Regions from separate parts of the Rattus norvegicus genome. Here region 1 is linked to region 2. Evidence: chromatin contacts called from public HiChIP or PLAC-seq data. All regions are on one chromosome and are shown on one strand. Each heading gives the region's core, a stretch centred on a gene start, on an enhancer-like site or on the middle of the called end of the contact. The rest is flanking DNA. Distances are from core to core; before and after follow the strand shown. Region 1 has its middle 76 kb from the start of Trim2. Region 2 overlaps Trim2 (tripartite motif-containing 2).

What was found. HiChIP or PLAC-seq counts read pairs in DNA pulled down with a chosen protein or histone mark.
Region 1: a contact with region 2 is called in an H3K27ac HiChIP or PLAC-seq map of oligodendrocytes, with 7 times the contacts expected there. The contact joins two enhancer-like sites. A contact is called at or near these places in 3 of 12 Hi-C or Micro-C datasets (hepatocytes, kidney and liver) and 1 of 1 datasets of contacts at active chromatin or transcription factors (oligodendrocytes).

The regions. Positions count from the first base shown.
Region 1 is chr2:171,935,507-171,941,003 of GRCr8, forward strand. It overlaps a transcript of Trim2 not described here. Among named protein-coding and RNA genes, the nearest start is that of Trim2, 76 kb to the left of the region's middle. Within about 2 kb of position 4,220, at least 43 of the 93 cell types and tissues checked have an H3K27ac peak or open chromatin away from gene starts, as enhancers often do.
Region 2 is chr2:171,808,811-171,814,162 of GRCr8, forward strand. Trim2 (tripartite motif-containing 2) reads right to left here. Exons shown (of 12, transcript NM_001108552.2): 9 at 3,576-3,744; 10 at 2,339-2,409. Among named protein-coding and RNA genes, the nearest start is that of Mnd1, 17 kb to the left of the region's middle. Within about 2 kb of position 2,546, at least 19 of the 93 cell types and tissues checked have an H3K27ac peak or open chromatin away from gene starts, as enhancers often do.

The sequences.
Region 1 (5,497 bases), core at 2,970-5,469, 130 kb after region 2:
CCCCCATCAATCACTAATTAAGAAAATGCCTTACAGGATGGCCTACCACCTGCTATTACAGAGGATTTCTTTCTCGTTTTGTTGTTTTTCAAGACAGACTTTCTCTGGGTAGCCCTGTCTGTTCTGAAGCTCACTCTGTTGAGCAGAGATCTGCCTGTCTCTGCCTCCAGAGCCCTGGGATTACAGGGACGCCTAGCTCCAGGAGGCATTTTACTGATGTTCCCTCCTCTCAGATGACATAAAACTATCCAGCACAGTTCTCAAAGAATGCCAGATGATCTTAATTTTTTAAAATGTATTTTTATTTCTCCATAAAAATGGAAAGAGGCACGGTGACTATATTGGGAAATTTTTAATTGTTTATTCCACTGGGAATGAGTTAAGGTCTCACTGGATTGAGTCTGGTCCTGTTTTGTCTTCCTTCCCCTTCTCCTTCTCTTCTTCCTCAGCCTTCCTCCCCCTCCTCCTCTGCCTCCTCCCCCATCTCCTCCTCCCTTCTCATTTTGCTTCTTTAGTTAAAAACCCAACATTGTTATCCCCAACAATCAAGCCATTCATTTTGTTACTCAGGGGCTGGAAATGTGCCATCCCCTGACTAGCTGTAGGTACTGTGGGTCCCTCCGCGGACAGCCCCATAGCACACTTGTGATCTGCAGATGCAGATGAAGTCAGGGTGTCCTTGATGGTGTGGATGGGCCATTCTGGAGGGACACGGAGTTAGTATACAGCAATAGTGACAAATGTGAATAGTTCTGTCCAGGCATGGATGAATGCCATGTATAGACATTCAAACATCACTGAAAAGTCCAATGAGGATCCCGAGTATGCTGTCTGGGAGCTGGAAAGAGCGTTCAGGGTAGTGACAGTGGAGGACATCGGGATTCCTTCAGCAGTAAAATCTTTACAAACAGGATCTGGAGAGATGGCTCAATGGTTTAGGGGTTTGCTGTTCTTTCAGAGGATCTGGGTGTGGGTCCCAGCACCCACATCACATAGCTCACAGTTGCCCGTAACTTCAGTTCCAGAGATCTGAAGCCCTCTCTGGTCTCTTTGGCAACTTTACTAACGTGCATACCTACGTGTGCACAGGCAAGCATGCTCCTGCACGTGTGTGCATACACACAGGTGCAAGTGCATAAATTTAGAAAAAATCCTCATAAATCTTATGGTCTAGAAATCACACAGAACATTCCATGAATTCAGATATATTCACATTTCACTATGCACATAGAAATATAACCATATGCTTTATAAAACTTAAATCATGCAAGGAAAATCACAGGTTGAAAATCACCAAGAAGTAGAACCAGGAGAAAATTAGAGCAGCCACATGTGGTCACAACAAAACTCTACCCCAAAGAGACAAATGGAATTAAACCAAACTTGACTTGCCAGGTCAGTTGTGGTAAGCAGAGCCTAATGTAGTTTTCATTGGAGGACCTGACAGTCCATCCTGTGGTTTCCCAGGGCTCAGTGGGTAAACAAACAGGGTACGTGTTAGGTGTGTAGTGTACAAGTATTCATCTGAAGCAGGCGGGTCAGTGGGGTAGGTTTCTCTCAACAGCCACCTGGTCACATCAGCCTGCGCTGGGTCCTAATGGCAACCTCTTCTCAATACACATTTGCCTTGTAAAGAGGCTGAGGTTCTTCGACCACTGCAGGGTCTGGAGCGGTAAAGTTCTCCTGAAGAACTTTTAACTAGTTCTACATTGGAGCGGAGGGGAAAAATAATGCTTTCAAGAAGTGTGCATGTGTGTGTATGCTATGCATGTGTGTGTGCGTGTGTGTATGTGTGTGTATGCTATGCATATGTTTGTGCATGCCCTCATACCTGTGCATGTATATGGTGACTGGAAAAGGGTGTTAAGTGTCTTATTTCACTTTCACTTATTGCTCTGAGGCTCTTCCTGAATCTGCTTCACCAGCTAGGCTGGAAGCCAGCAAACCCACACAGTCTTCCAGTTTTCCTTCCTTAGAGCTGGGGTCACAGGCGTGCACGGAACACCCAGCTTGTTCTGTGGGTGCTGGGATGCAAACTCCAGTTCTCACGGCTGCACAGCAAGTGCTTCTGAGTGCTGAGCCGTCCTGCCACCTCTCCTGTCCTTAGCGCAGTTCAGTCAGCCAGTGTGTATCGCATGTGTACATTCAAGGAACGATGTTTTGCATTTTTCAGTGCACTCAACAGTAAAAGAATAGAAGGACTAACACTGAGTTATTTCAAAGCCTACAGTGTAATCTCAATGAGTATTAAGATGGACGTGTTGGCACGTGCGTGTCTTTCTCAGTACTGGGGTGGTGAGAAAGGAGCATCTAGAATTCAAGGTCAGCCTAGGCTGTTGCAAGCAAGCGAGCAGACATACATCACGATTATCTAATGTGTATATTATTAAGACTAATATATACCCATTTTTGCATTCTTAATTCAAAGGAAACAGGGCTGGAGAGATGGCTCAGCGGTTAGGAGCATTGACTGCTCTTCCAGAGGTCCTGAGTTCAAATCCCAGCAACCACATGGTGGCTCACAACCATCTGTAATGAGATCTGGTTCCCTCTCCTGGTGTGTCTGAAGACAGCTACAGTGTACTTATAAATAAATAAATCTTTAAAAAAAAAATTCAAAGGAAACAAATGTTCTTTGAGAAAATTTAAGTATCACCTACAGTGTCACATAGAAATGATGGCAAATGACTGTTAGACCAGCTGTTTTCTTGACAAATGCATTGTGAAAACAGTCTTGGTTAAAATAAAATAATATACACTACTAATGAATTGTTTTGCCTTCTTATGAATAGTATATCAGATCATTTTTCTTACGAAAATATTTAGTACTATATTTCCATCGTGTGTGTGTGTGTGTGTGTGTGTGTGTGTGGCTGTGTGTGGCTGTGTGTATCTGTGTGTATCTGTGTGTGTGGCTGAATGGCTTCTTCTTTTATGGATGTAACATAATTCATTTTACTAGTTCCCTAATATATAACTCAATATCAAAAACAAATGCTAGCAAAAATCCTTTCACAAAGCTGTGGTGTAGCTCAGTGGAAGAATGCTTGCCTAGGATTGATGAAGTCCAGGGTCTACTCCCAGCACACACACACACACACACACACACACACACACACACACACACACACACACAGAGAGAGAGAGAGAGAGACAGAGAGACAGAGAGACAGAGAGAGAGAGTGAGACAAACACATACATATATGCACAAGATACACACACACACACACACACACACACACACACACGCAGGCATGCATGCCACTCACGTGCTTCTGGTGCCTACACATCCACAATGTCTCCTTTTCAGAATGATATGTTCACCATATTTTCTTATTCTAAAAATCACCGTAGATAAACTTAAGAATTCTAAGCAGCAAGACGGATGGCAAGTGAGACTTGTCTAAATGCTCCACATTGTTCCAACAGCAACATGTTTCGCCATTGTCTGTGTTCCCAGCCAGTATATCTGCAGGAGAGCAGGTTTACCCTGCAATAGAAGCTCACCTTTGCAAACCCTACATCCAGGGAACAGAGGCAGGAGGACTGTTGCAAGTTCAAGGCCAATCAGAGTGCCACAGTGAGACCCTGTCTCAAGAAACCAAACAACAGAGGCAGCAAAACATTTATTTCAGTGGTCTCGGCAAGACTGGCCCCTTTGAGGGGCAGAGCCCACAAATGACTCTTTCTTGATGTCTGAAGCATTGTTGGGGTCGATTGGCTGTCCTCTCATCATTTCTATCTGCAGATCTCTGTGTTGGTTTCTCTCCTAGTGTCCATGAGATGCAGGCTCAGGCGCTACCCCACAGTCTTCTACTCACCCCAGAGCCAAGAAGTGCCGAGAGGGACCCAGCTCACTCTAAGTACTGAAGCTGAACTGGGATGGCATCCCCTGGGAAAGACCCCATCTCAAAGTCAGCCCCGGAAACAAGCAGGGCTTTCGACAGTGTTTCTGTGCTGTTTGGGTAGATGCATTTAGATGCCCCTGTGACAGAGAGCTTCCATTCAGGGCTCCTTGCCATGTCACAGTTTGTCATTTCACCATGCTAGAGTCCCGGCCTATTCCTCAATGACTGGTTTGTTGAGAGCCCCTTTCTTTCTGATTGCCAAGTTTGAAAACAATGAGTGTCTTCAGCAGGCCACATCTCTACAGCAGGGTCATGGGTGCATTTTCCTTTGTGCTTTCATTGGCCTGGTTGTGTGGGATAAAAGGCCATATTCTTACAACACAGAACTGACCACAAGGAATAAAAAGGGAGAGAATCCAGCTATGCTCTTCCTCTTCCTAGGCCTGGTGGCACCTTCAGTTCTCAGCTCGGGCTTTGAAAGGGAACTGATGGAGATCTTAGGGGTGGTAATGAACAGAACCAAGATCTGAAGCCAAGCCCTCTGCTGCCGTATCTACGGTCCCAGGTCCCACAATATTATACCGCTCACTCCGTCACACACATCCATCGGGCCCTACAGTAAAGGTGTGTGTGTGTGAGAAAAGATGAGGCCGGAGAGATGGCTCAGCCTGGTTTATAAAATGAGTCTCTAGACAGCCAGGAACATACAGAGAAACTGTGTCTCAAAAACAAACAAACAAACAAACAGACAGACAGACAGACAGACAGACAGACAAGACAGCAATCTGTTTTATCTATCCAAACTAGAAGGCTCCTCACAAACCTCTCCTTTCCCTGCCCTGAAATAAGAAGAAGGGCGGACCAGGGCCTCCAGTACGCAGGGCAAGCTTCTACCACTGACTCACACCAGAACCAAAGAAACTGAATTGTCCCTTTAGTGAAAAATCCTTCCCACACAGCCTTTCGGGGGTCACTCAAAGAAAACCTGGCTGTCTGCCAGGTCACCGTACAAAGTCTGCCAGTGTAGATCTCCAGGCATCCAGAAAAAGAAAAGGGCCAAGTCAAAACAAAACAAAACACAGAGGAAACTCAGAGACACAGAAACAATACAGAAAGCAAGGAGAAAGGCTCTGAAGCCACTCTGTGGTCTTCGCAGTATAAAGTTACCTACCCATGACACAGAGGCCCGGCATTCTCAAAAATCAGGAAGAGCATCTTGGAAATTAAAACTTGGAAAACAGAAACCCCGTGGCACAGCACAGATGAAACTCACAGGCGGAGAACACGTGAGTTCTCAGCGGGAAGGAGAAGGTCCATTAGAGAGGACCGAGGAGACGCAGGGGAAAGCTGTGAGCTTGCCTGTTGAAAAGGGCTGAGTTGTCAAAATGGTTAATGAATGAACACTGGAATTGTGGGAAATTACCACGAAATACCAGGATGCTGAGGAAGCTTACTCCTCTTACGTCAATCAAGACCAACCCAAGGAGATGGGGAGGAGGGAGAAAGAGCTGGGAGAAATTTTTCAGAAAAATATTTGAACAGGACACACAAAAAAAGTGTTTCAAAAGACAGTGGGAAGGCTGAGGCCAAGTCCCTATCTAAGATGCACTGGGCACTGCTGGGAAGTTGTGACCAGAGGAGTCCAGATG
Region 2 (5,352 bases), core at 1,296-3,795:
GGTTTGAATATGCTTGGCCCATGGGAAGTGGCACTGTCAGGAGTTGCCTTATTGGAGTTGTGTAGTCTTGTTAGAGGAAGTGCGTCACTGTGGGGGTGGGCTTGAGGCTCCTAAGCTCAAACCCTGCTCAGCACAGAAAGGACAGCCTTCTCCAGAGTGCCTCCACCATGTAGAACTCCAGCTCCTCCTGCACCGTGCCTGCCTGGACACTGCCATGTTCTCACCTTGATGATACTGGACTGAATCTCTGAACCTGTAAGCCAGCCCCAATGAAATGTTTGTTTTATAAGAGTTGTCTTGGATATGGTGTCTGTTCACAGCAATAAACCGCAACTAAGACAAACACTGAGTTACATCAACCAGCCTTCAGGAAATCTCCTCCTTCTAGAAACATGCACTTCTGTCATTTCTGTGCATTTCAGGAGTTGCTATCTGCTTTGAGTTTTTCTCGTTACTTACAAGGACTTTATTTCTAGGAGTGGGTGCCAACTAGGGGTCCTTCCACACACTGATACCAGTTGTTTTACCCACTGGACTAGTGGACCGGAAAAGTTTTGAGACCCCGGTGGGGCTTAATGGAAAGAGCAACCCACGACAACAGTCAGTGGTGAGGCCAGTGAGGAGCCGGCATGCTGACCTCCTGCTGCTAGGGTCTGTTTTCCTCTTACTGTGGTTAAAAGAAGGAGTCTGCTCTCGCCCGAGTGATGGCGGAAGTGTGACCATGGCCTTCCTGCTCCCTCTACTTTCCATTTCTTTATGCACCCATTCAGATAAACTTTGTGTCCCTCTCCTTTCACACAGACACTGCCAGTGGAGAAGTGTCCCCAGAGAAAGCAGCTTGCATGTGATTACTGCTGACTGATTTCCTACGGCTAAACCAGCCACTGTGGCGCAGCAACAGAAAAGCAACAGTGTATCCCTTCCCCTCAGCCTGCCTGTCCCCACCGCCCATTGTTTTCTACTTTTGGCAAGGGGACTTAGCTTCCCTTTAAAAGGTCAAAGCCTCGCCTTCTATTCAGAGGAAGATGATAGGCTGAGGAATGAAGCAGAAAAAAAAGCTTAGTAGAGGAAAAATCAATGGGATCGAAATTCCGACCCCTTACTTGCATATCCAGTTACCAACACTAATAAGTTCTCATTAACTGGGCTGCTCAAAGTGCAATGTTGGCTGTTGGCCTACCACGCTGTGCTGTTTCTTTATTAGGTGTCCTTTAAAGCGAATACACTTTGGAATTTTAAATGAGCGTAAGAAAAGATTTAGCTCACCTTTATAATGAATAGCGATATAATTTGAAATACCAATTACAGAAATATTAATTACAGAAAGCAGGTAATTATACATTTTTTTTGTTTCGCTCCCCACCCCACCCCCTCAGAAATTGAACCCATGGCTTTACATATACCAGGGTTTGACCTTCAGCCCAAATAACTAACCCTAGAAACAAATGCAACCCTGAGAAGAATATACTTGCCAGCATACTGGCATGACTACCCACATACCGTCAATAGACCATGCATGCTTCCTGGAGAAGCTTTACCCACAACCGCTAAATATATCAAATCACTGTATGTCTCAGTTTTCCCATAACAAGAACTCAAAGTAGGGATCTTAAAGTAAGACAGATGCACTGAATTGTTAGAGGAAGCAATTCTCTTGTTGTTGTTGTTGTTGTTGTTGTTGTTGTTGTTGTTGTTGTTGTTTGAGAAAGAGGGTTTCTCTGTGTAGCCCTGACTGTCCTAGAACTCACTCTGTAGATCAGGCTGGCCTGGAACTCAGATCTGCCTGCCTCTACCTTCCCAGTGCTGGGATTAAAGGCTCCTACCACCATGCCATCAAGGCCATTATTTTCTATGTTTTCCTGAGTGCAAGAAAATGCTGGAAGAAATAAATATTTGATACACTTCGTGGATGGACACTGACTGACTCCCGACATGCCTGTGAGTCTGTTGCCTTAGCGGAGTTCTAACACCTGGTTTTTAAAGGCCTTATGGTGCAGAAGATCTAAGCAGTGAATTTTTAGTGTGTTGATTATTAACAAACACACTTGAAGTGGCAAGTGAGTTACAGAAAGTTCTGTCTTTATGTCTGAGCAACTGTTTTACAAACTTTCCATTCATCCTCATTCATCTCCGTTTCCAATTAAGACACTGGCGGCCATCTTATTTTATCCACCAGTATGAAAGTCCACATTAAAACCTTTGTGTTGAAGCTGAAGACAGATCAGGTTTACTCCATTCAGTTCTGAGTGTCTGCACAGTGTTGTCTCTTATTTACAACTAGACCAATTTCTCCGTTCAAGCAATGCCGAATTAACAACAGTTGGAGTGATAATAGTACCTTGACAGAATGATTATGGAAATCTGTAATGATGATCTCATTACTGCTATTCACAGCTGCAAAATGGGGACCTGCAATGAAACGGGGGGAGAAACACATGAGGGCTCTGACAGAGAACACAATGACAAACACAGCAGTTGCTGCAGCACAGGACAAGGCTACACATTGACTTAATTAATAAGAAAGAACAAAGAGCCCAAGCCCCAGTCCACGGACAGTCACTCGGCCAGACTTCTAGCTCCTGATAAACTGGATCCAGCATGTTTCTCAGCTGTCTGCTCTGGCCTCACCCCACCAAGGCTTAAAAGTGGCAGCCCTAAGAAAGTAGGGTGAGCAGGAAGTACCAGCAACCCTTCTCTGCACTGCCCTCCATAAACCATACCCATCCCCTCTGACCACTAAGTAGGGAAATAAAGGAATCCTACAAAGAAAAATATCGCTGTTATTCGCTCTGGGAAAGAGGTTCCAAAATATAATTTTTCTCCTTGAAAAAAAAAAAAAAAAAAAACAAAACTGAGCAGAAAGCCTGCATTTTATAATATTGAGTGACTGTTCAGAATCTGGGCCAGACAAAGAAGGAGAGAATGAACACAAAGAAAGACGATGCCAGCTGAACTCGGAAATCGCGCCAAGCATCCTTTGAAAGGAAAATCAATGGACCGTGCTCAGCCTTTTCTTGCAGATGTGCACAACCAAAAAAGCGTGTGATTGCAAAGTTGCACAGCGCAAAATGGGAGGAAAAAAAGACTGCCTTTGCTGCTCTTAGCAAATATTCTACACTCCTGCTCTCTTACAGTAACCCACAAAGGTGAAATAACCCCCATCCAGAGGCTTGTGAAAGAAAACTGCAGCCATGGGAAACTGTCGCTCATTGGTCTTCAAACCCTTGTGGGTTTTTTGTTGTTGGTGGTGGTGGTAAATATTTTATTTTAAGATGTATTGCTTCACTTAATACAAATATTTAAAAAGCCAATGTCTGCAGTGTGAGCAGCCACCGGTAGAAACCATTTAAAGGCTGCAATTTTAACTGAGCTTTCTCAGGACAAATAAGAAGCATCTTCATTGCTTACAGCTGCTGTTCTGGCTCCGCCCCCGACACACCCCCTGCTCTGGCTCCACCCGCTGCATTCTTCCTAAAGATGGCGGGCACACTGAGGAACTGGGCACCTTCAACATGCTCAAACATCATGCAAGTGTGAGCAAAAGAAGGGGGTTCACATATTACCATCAAGTGTACCTGCAAACTGCCTGTCGCCGTTTCCTCGGCTACCAAACCTGGTGACTATTTTCCCGTTGGGCTGAAAGATGAACACGCAGCATGCCTTGTTGTCCACCACAATAATGTGCCCATTGCGGTCCACAGAAACTCCTTTGGGCCCCATCAGTTTTCCTGATCCAATTTTTGTCTGTTAAAAAAAGTACAGAAACATACATCAAAGTTCAAAGCATTCCAGAAACCAATCTGAAGCTAGTTAGCTGTCTTAGAGAAACATCTGCTCGAATGTTCTGCGTACCACGTCGACCAAGGTTATCTCTGTCCCAGAAGAACGGCTCTGCCATATTCAGCATCTGCTACAGGCATTTATATAAAAGGCTTGTTTTTAAAGACATTTGCCACCAAATTTGGACCATAGTGCCCTTCTAAACGGACACTCGATGATACAGTACAGGGTCTAGAGAAAGACATCTTGCTCCTGTCACTTGATTTGAGCACGTCGGAAGTTAGACAGATTCACTCACTTCCTTTAACCTTGGGATTCCTTATATTTCTTTCTAAAACCTTTAAAAAAGCAACTAATAAATAACATAAAAATATTCAATGTTATATAATAGTAAATGGCCGCTAAATAGTAGCCGTTACCATTGCTGTTACATTTCATACTCAGCACTAAAATCTCCGGCAGGTGCCATTAAACTTCGTTAAGTTCCACGTGGTTGGAAGTCACATCGATCCCACCCACCATTGCGTGCTCAAAGCCTACCACACTTACTGATTCATAAAGTTGTACTCAATGGACGTTTGTTTACTACATTAGAAAAAGTCTAGAATTTTTATAAACTAGCCTAATTGTGTTTATTATTTGTGTGTGTGCATAGATATACATGTATGTATGTATGTATGTATGTATGTGGGAAGGTAAATGTATATGTGTGTTACAAGTGTGTAGAGGCCAGGGGCCAACTTTGGGCGTTGTTTATCAAGGGATGGATGCCTTGTGTTTTGAGGCAGAGTCTCTCGTTGCCTTTGAGCTTGCTAAATAGGAAAGTGATGTGTGTTACAGGGATCAAACTCAGGCTCCCATGTTTACACCATAAGTATTTTATAGATTGAGCCATTCTCCCAGCTACCAAATCATGACTAAATCCTCTCAGTTTCAACAGCAAGAGCAAAGCATTAGATCTTTTTAAGCACATTTCCATATACTTTAATACTGCATTTATACAGACTCGATAGACTCAATCAACCTCACATCAAATCTCTAATGAGCACATGCGGACCTCCCCCCCCACCCCCCACTATCCTCCAAACAATTCAACACAACCAATATCTACACGGCATTTATGTTGTATTAGGTATAAGTTATCTAGAGATGATATAAAGATCTAGAGTATATATAGTAAACTAGAGATATAAAGCTGTTCATGGCTGACATTCAAACTACATCATTTTGTAGGAAAAACCTGAACAATCTTGGGTCTCGGTATTCCCATATGCAGATTGGAATTCTGGGAAGAAAAGACACCAGAGTCTGTAGCCTAGGAAGTAGAGGTGGAGGTGTGGGGTGTGGGTTGAGGTGAGGTGTGAGGTAGGGGTAGGATCAGTGGTGGCAAAAGGAACTCTTACCTTTTATTTTATACTTTTTCTACATGTGCTTTAAAAGCCTATTTGTGTTATCTTTTAAATAAAACACTAACTCCACACTGATTACACCTCATATGTTCTGCTATAAAGCCCTCTCTCTCCATTAAGCACTGCCTGATAGAAATCTGTGAGCCACAGATGTACACTTTAA